Linked DNA regions of Capsicum annuum: region 2 is linked to region 1. The links are chromatin contacts, called in public Hi-C maps. All regions are on one chromosome and are shown on one strand. The core of a region is the stretch at or near the end of the contact, and the rest is flanking DNA. Distances in the headings are between cores, read along the strand shown.

The links. A called contact is a pair of places that touch in the nucleus more often than the background predicts.
Region 2: a Hi-C map of placenta shows a contact between it and region 1, with 4 times the contacts expected there. The contact joins two enhancer-like sites. A contact is called at or near these places in 2 of 5 Hi-C or Micro-C datasets (leaf and placenta).

What each region holds. Positions count from the first base shown.
Region 1 is chr1:241,578,798-241,582,389 of UCD10Xv1.1, forward strand. It overlaps the pseudogene LOC107862420. Among protein-coding and RNA genes, the nearest start is that of LOC107849112, 16 kb to the left of the region's middle. Within about 2 kb of position 1,649, at least 4 of the 5 cell types and tissues checked have an H3K27ac peak or open chromatin away from gene starts, as enhancers often do.
Region 2 is chr1:241,773,877-241,778,011 of UCD10Xv1.1, forward strand. No RefSeq gene overlaps it. Among protein-coding and RNA genes, the nearest start is that of LOC107862436, 56 kb to the right of the region's middle. Within about 2 kb of position 1,630, at least 3 of the 5 cell types and tissues checked have an H3K27ac peak or open chromatin away from gene starts, as enhancers often do.

The sequences.
Region 1 (3,592 bases), core at 399-2,898:
ATAATTGGTTATTAATGCTGCAAAAGTTTGGACAAGGAGAGTAATATAAATTTTTTGAAAATTACATGAGAAATATTATAATCATAGTAGTTAACAACTTAAAATGTCTAAAACAAAATTAATGTGTCACATATTTCAAAAATAAATACTTAAAAAATACTATAAATCACAATAATTAACAAGTAAAAAAGTTTAAAGGACAAAATGCTTGCTTTGGCACATCTTATTTAATCCTTTTCCTTCCATTTTAATTTGTTTGTATTTATTTTAATTTGTTATATTATTTAAAAAAACATAAAAAATTCTATAAATCATAATAATGAACAACTTAAAAAAATTCAAAGATATAAAATATTTGGTTGACTCTCAAAATTCTAGAATTGTCAATCAATGTCCCAAAAATTTGGACAAGGAGAGTAAGGTATATTATTTGAAAATTATATTAAAAAAATTATAAAATACAATAGTTAACAACTTAAAATTTCTCCCAACTTTATCATGCATTCTTATAATTTAACGTCTAATTAGTATTAACTTTTGGATATTTATATTTAATTTTAAAATGCTCTAAACATAATCGATGTTGGGCCCATGCAAACACGGGCCTCGTCTCCCTAGTATATATATATATATATATATATATATATATATACGGCATAATACATAAACAAAATGACACTAAATTATAACTATGCCCTTTAACTTTACCAATGCATAAGTAGATCTTTAATTGTATAAAAACTGAACAAAAAAATACTCCAATTCTGCAATTTATCTGCGTGAAACTCAATTGCTTCTACATGGATCAGTAATCCACTCAAATGCTGCCACCTAATAAAAAAAACATGTACAAGTAGACTCTATAACTATACAAAAGCTGAATAAAAAAATACTTTAATTCTAACTCTGACGGCGCATGATTTTGAGTGTATACACACATTCTGCTAGGTAGGATTGAAGTATTTTTTTGTTCAATTTTTATATAGTTAAAGAACCTATTTATGCACCGATAAAGTTAAAGGTTTATAATTTAATATCAAATTAAAGTTACTGTGTTATGCCATATAGATATGTTTTATGGTAGTCAACATCTAATACTTTCTCCGATTAAAAGCGAATAATCTACTTTTCTTTTTAGTCAATTTAAAAAAGAATGACATTTTCTTTTTTGGCAATACTTTAATTTCAATTTTCCACCTGTCATGTTTAGGACCATAAGATTAAGGACATTTTGGTAAATTTAATACAACTTTAATTTAAGAGCACAAGATTCAAAAATTTCTTTATACTCTTAAACTTTATGCCAAGTCAAAGTAGAACATTCTTTTTTAAACGCTTATCGCAGCATATTGAAGTTCAGTGCCTACTCCGAACGAGGATGAAGTCCTGCTAAGGTTGGAGGCTACAAGCTTAAATCCATTAGACTTGAGAATTCAGAAAGGCGTGGCTCGTCCTTCTGTTCCTCGCAAATTTCCCGTTATACCTTGTACGTGCAATAATTTATCTCATCAGTTAATCCTTTAATTTTTTGCTCCATCGTTTATTGTCTTCTTCTTAAACTTATTCACTTTTAATATTGTATCTTTGTGAGTAGGTACTGATGTAGCAAGAGAGGTTGTAGACGTTGGATCAAGTGTGGTAAAATTTAAGGCTGGTGACAAAGTTGTGGCTCTCCTTAATCCACTTGTAAGTCCAATTCCCACCAGTTTTGACTTGTTAATTTTCAATGTACTTTCCTTGCAGCGGGTAGGCTCTAAAGTTACATTTAGGTGACAATAAGAATTGTGTCTTGTCTCTTCTTTGATTTGCTCTCTGCTACTATTATTCCAAAGTACATATGCTCTTGATTGTTTTCTTTGGTTTAATATGATGAGGTAAGTGTAGAGAATTGTTACACCGAAAGTGCCATTTATCTGTATATTGCATGTTATCACTCCATTTTTCAGGTTATCATTTTAGTCTTGATATGGATAGTTACTTTTTATTGAATGCCGGCTTAACTTAGTAGTTAAAAATTCCTTACGGTATCGGTGCTTAAAACATAATTTATAATAATAGTTTTTACGATCTTCGTGTGCTTAATAATAGATAGTGTTAGAGTTTGTGACCCGAAATTTGTTGATCCGGCCCTGAAAAGATCGCGGTGCGACCATGTTTGAGATTTTTTTTTGCGGGGTGGGGGGTATATGTGGTGGGAGCGTAGAGATCGCGGTATGGACATGTATGTTTTTGAATTTAAGATTTATTTGTACGCACGTATCATATAATTGCGATCTAGTGGGTCGTTTTTTGTTTTAATATACGTCATTGAGACTTTTGTCTTCTCCTTATATTCCTCTCCATTATAGTGAATTTCCTCCCCTTTTTCCGTCAGGGGTTTTCACGTAAAATCTGTGTTCTTCTTCTTTTCTTTTGTTTGTGGTATTGCTTATTCCCGTCCATTCAATAACAGATAGGAGGTGGATTAGCGGAGTATGTAGTTGCAAAGGAGAACTTGACTGTTCCAAGGCCAGAAGAAGTATCGGCTGCTGAAGGTGCAGGCCTCCCAATTGCTGCTCTTACAGCACACAAGGCCCTTGTGGATGTTGCTGGAATCAAGCTAGATGGAAGTGGACCGCGCGTATGAACGTTCTTGTCACCGCTGCCTCAGGTGGTGTTGGTCATTATGCTGTTCAATTGGCAAAGTTGGATAATGCTCACGTTACAGGGACCTGTGGAGCTCGCAACGTTGAATTCGTGAAGAACTTAGGAGCAGATGAGGTTCTTGACTATAAAACACCAGAAGGAGCTAAGCTTAAGAGTCCATCAGGACAGAGGTATGATGTAGTGGTTCACTGTGCTAGAGACATTTTGGTCTACATTTGAGCCTAATTTGAGTGACACAGGTAAGGTCATTGATCTGACTCCTGGGCCTAGTTCAATGTGCACCTATGTATTGAAGAAACTGACCTTCTCCAAAAAGCAGTTGCTGCCATTGGTTTTAATTCCTAAAGAAGATAAGGAACTGAACTTGCTAGTTAGATTGGTGAAAGAAGGGAAGTTAAAGACTTGCTTTGACTCTAAGCATCCTCTAAGTAAGGCTCAAGATGCGTGGGCCAAGAGCCTTGATGGACCTGCCACAGGGAAGATCATTGTGGAGATATAACAATGATTGTTTTCTAGTTAAATAATAGTAAAACTGCTATTAAGAGTGTGTTTAGTACGGAGGTAATTATGTATCGCCTGAATCTAAGTTTTCTTGATTTTTTAAGTTTGATATATAAATAAAAAATATTATTCTAAAAATATAAATGTACATTGTCTGAATCGAAGTTTGTAAAGTGCACGTGCAAAATTGGTTAAGAAATTTAACATCTATATACAATTTTTTCGTTTCTATTTTTCTAAGGACATGCAAATTGTGAAAAAAAGTATATATTTTATATACAATTATCTGTTTGCCATGAAGTTTTGTAACGAACGAACAGCTACAAACCTTTCTATCTTTTTTTTTAAATTTCTATGTTCTGTTTGTCGAGGACCTATCTTTCAAAATGAATAAAGGATGATTATACTAGAAGGAAAATGATTTCGAGCGAAAAATCCTGAATTT
Region 2 (4,135 bases), core at 380-2,879, 200 kb after region 1:
TATATCGGCTACCCTAGTATAGCTAGCTGGACCCAAGGTCTCAACTACTCATACCATGACATCCGTAACCGCATGAATGCTTGCCATCTTATTATATAGGACCCCCCACTTAAGACATAACCTTTCCCCTAGGTACAATTAAATTCATTGAGTTTAGGTCTAATTTCATGCGTAGAACTGTTAAAATCATAACTTAAAAGGTATGAGGTGTTACAATAATTCCCACTATTGATGATGTTATCTTCATAATTGTACCTTTTAAAGGTAATCTGACGTTTACGCCATCAAACTAGACAAGATTAGTACCGGAGATTTGATTACTGATTAGATTATGAGTATAGTGAATTTTTGTTATAAAGAGGTCTGCCAATATATTTTATTATGTGCTCAAATGATGAGATGGATAAAGAATGTGGAAACCAGTGGGGTTAAAGTTGCACATCATGAACATAGAAAACAAAAGTTAATGAAGGAAAAACAAAGCCCAATACATAAACATATTCTTTAACTTGACTTCAGATCTTATGTTTGACGTCCAACTTTAGATTTGCACAAGTAAACACTTAAACTTATATAGAATTGAACAAATAGACACATTTGTCCTATGTGACTTCCTACGTGATCAATTCTTGTCCGGCATGGTGTCCTTTGTGTATTATGCCATATAAAAATTTAAATTGTCTGCCTGTGCACACTTAAAGTTGAAGGTCATATGATTTGAGGTCAAATTAAAGGGTATTTTTTATATATTATGCCAAAAAAACAAATATCACTTGTTGAACAATAAAAGCTTCATTAGAATCTTGAATCTGGAATCTCGAATTAAGTTTTTAAATGTCCCATGGCTGCACTTCGTTTTCCCCAAACGATCCAAAAAATGTCAACCCTTAATGGACAGGGGTGGTGGAGGGCATTTGGGAAAGTTACTGCACTTCTATCAATTAATTAATTAGTCTTTTAGCTTGGTTGACTAAGCTTATTTTTCTCTAAAAGTGTATTTTTTTTTTCAAAAGAGTTTGTTTTTAAAATGAGATGTTTAGCTAAACTTTTAAAAGATAAAAGTGCTTCTAAGAAGTTGAAAAACAGTTTTTCATAAGGTAAAAAAGTAACTTTTTCCTAAAACACACGCTGAGAAAAATACGCTTGAAGTACTTTTTAAAATTTGATCAAACATAAATTATTGTTACGCTTGAAGTACTTTTTAAAATTTGATCAAACATAAATTATTGTCCAAAAGTGCTTTATGAATTTCTTGCCCAAACACAAAATGATTCTAACCAAAAGTGTTTTTTCAAAAAGCAATTCTAAAGAAATATTTTTCAAATAAGCTAATTTCAATAGTTTGGCCAAACAAATAAGTGAAAAAAATTCACAAATAAGTTATTTAGTTAATTTTGAACACTATAGACTAAAGAATTTGAAAGCAAGGCTAGTTTGTGTAGACTTATCAAATGTGCCAGGTCTACCTGGTTAAACTAGCCCATAAGGAGACCGAAATTGGTCTGATCGAAAACTAGGGGGGGGGGGGGGGTAGGCGGGTGGGGCCGTCTGGTCAATGAAACTCAGCGGACTGACCCAATTGTGAAATCAGCCCAGGCTCACTGGTGCACCGAACCAAACCGTCCCACTCAATTTTTTTTTATTTTTTTCTAAAAAAGCTGCCCATTGCTAACTGGACAGTTGGCACCCCAAACGGCCATATAGCCGTTGGCCAATTGTGCAGAAAATGCATTTTTAAAAAAAAAATTAATTTCAAAAGTTTTTTTATGAATGCCCCAATTCATAAACTATCCCCACAACTTACACTCTCATTCTCTCAGTCCTTCTCAATTATCTCATAACGTGCTTCATTTTATTTTATTATTTTACAATTACAAATATCGAGTGTGAGTTTCAAAAGTCTCTCAACTTTCGAATACTTCAAAAATTTAATATTTTTGTTCCATCTCTTACTTTTAACTTTTGATTAGTATATTGTTTGTTGAATATTTACTTGTATTGTTTTTGTGTGTTTTTTGAATATTTGTTAGTTTAATTTGCAATATGATTAAATTAAGAAAAGTCGGTAAAAGTGTTAGAAATTTCTGTTTCGGAAGTGATAGTAATAGTAAAAAAATATATTGATTCCAGTTTCGATAGAGGTAGTTCAAATACTCAATGTACTCTTGTCCCTCCGGCAGAGGCACCAACAGCTATTAGTGGGGGTGCACGTGCACCCGTTAACGTCGAAAAAAATTATACGTATACACATGTATATACCTTTAGAAATTGAGATATAGTTAATAGTGCACCCAAAAATGAATGCTAGCGCACCTTGTCGTGCTGGCTGAAGACATCACATCCGTCCACGCGACAAGGGATCGGTCCCTGGATCGCGCAATATTTTCTCTTTTATTTTCAATCTTCAGATTAAAGGCTTATTACTACATTAAGTTGAATGCTAGTGCACCTTGATGTTAAAGCCAATGCTTCCGTCCATGAGATCCCTGGTATCACAATATTTTTTCTATTACTAAATTTATAACAATAATTTTTTCATTACTAAATTTATAACATCAAAATGTTGGGATGGGGATTTGAACCTGCAACCATCCCATGAAGTGAATCCCCCTTGATCATTGAGCTACTACAAATGATTATCCAAAGATCTTAAAAATAAACGTCATATTATAAGAAAGTAAAGTTATTAGCTTAGAACTCATACTTGTTCTATATATTTATTTTTCAATATTGTTTATGTCTTTGACGACCAATTGAATATGATAATATCTCTTAATCGACATTGAAAGTTTTTCTAATGTCTTAAGATAATATTGTGCACCACAGTATTATCAAAAGCAACAAGCATAAAAAAAGTTTTATGGTCTATTGTGTTTAAGTACAAAGTACAAATAAAGCGTGAGATTTCACCCAAAAAAAGCATAAAGAGAAAAAAAATATAAATATATGTCTAGTCTAAGACTAATAATATAAGCAAGAATGACAAATATATGAATTTTTTTTTTGATAAAGTGAAACAGTCCGTCTTTTAAGAAAGCCTCATTGACTGACAAGGAAAAGTATGTATTAGAAATTAGAACCTAAGTTACACATTAAGTGAAGTGAGCGCTCAACACATTTTGAGTCTTGCTTCGAGTCTTATGCGCGTCATTGACAATACTGGTGCACCCACAAACTTCAAATCCTGGGTTCGCCTCTGACCTCTGGTATCAATTAGTGAACCTATTGAGAATGAAATGTGTAGATGCTCATGATATGAATTTTTTAGAAATTTAAGAAAATTATGGTATAAAAAAAGAGAATGAAGCAGACACAATTGATTTAAATGAAGATGATGATGATGTTAATTATACACCCAGAGTTGGTAATATTAATGTTCAATCTGAATAGATTAATCTTCCTCCCCGGCTCTTTGTAAGATCTCGTAAAAAATTAGTATTATGTGATAATTTTATACTTGAGTAGAAGAAACTATTAAGGTCCAATGCAATCTATGTCAGGAATTATATGAGCATAAGACTGGAGGAAAAAAAAGGGGTACGTGTTAATTGAAGAAACATTTGCAAAAAAATCACCAAAAAGATCTAGATGAGGCAGAAGGTAGCGAGACTGTTAAGGAACCAACTCTAGTTAGATTGTACCCAAAAATCGATAAGTTAGTTTAGAATTACAATAAATGAAGGATCATGAAGTATTAACAAAAATAATAGTTGTGGGTTGTTTGTTTTCTCTTTTGCTTCTTCTGAAGCTTTTATTGATTATATTCAATCAATTATAATTCTATGTTTGAATGTATTTTTAGAAGTATTTGTCGGTCCGATATTTTTAGACTTCATGTGCCCAATATCTATATTATTTATTTACATTATTAAAAAATTGTTCATGTAAAGTTTGTCTAACTTCTGACCTTGGTCATGCTATCAATAAAAATAATTATTTAACAATTTTTTTCATTAGATAGAAAATATTGTTATGCAAAAGTTTATTTTTACATTTTTTAATGATGAAAACAATAGACACACTGTGAAATTTATTTCTGAATTCATTACAAAAGTTGCAAGATATTATGATATTAAAAACAAAGTTTTATGTATATCTTTTTATAATTCATCTAACAACAAGATTGGTGTTGAAT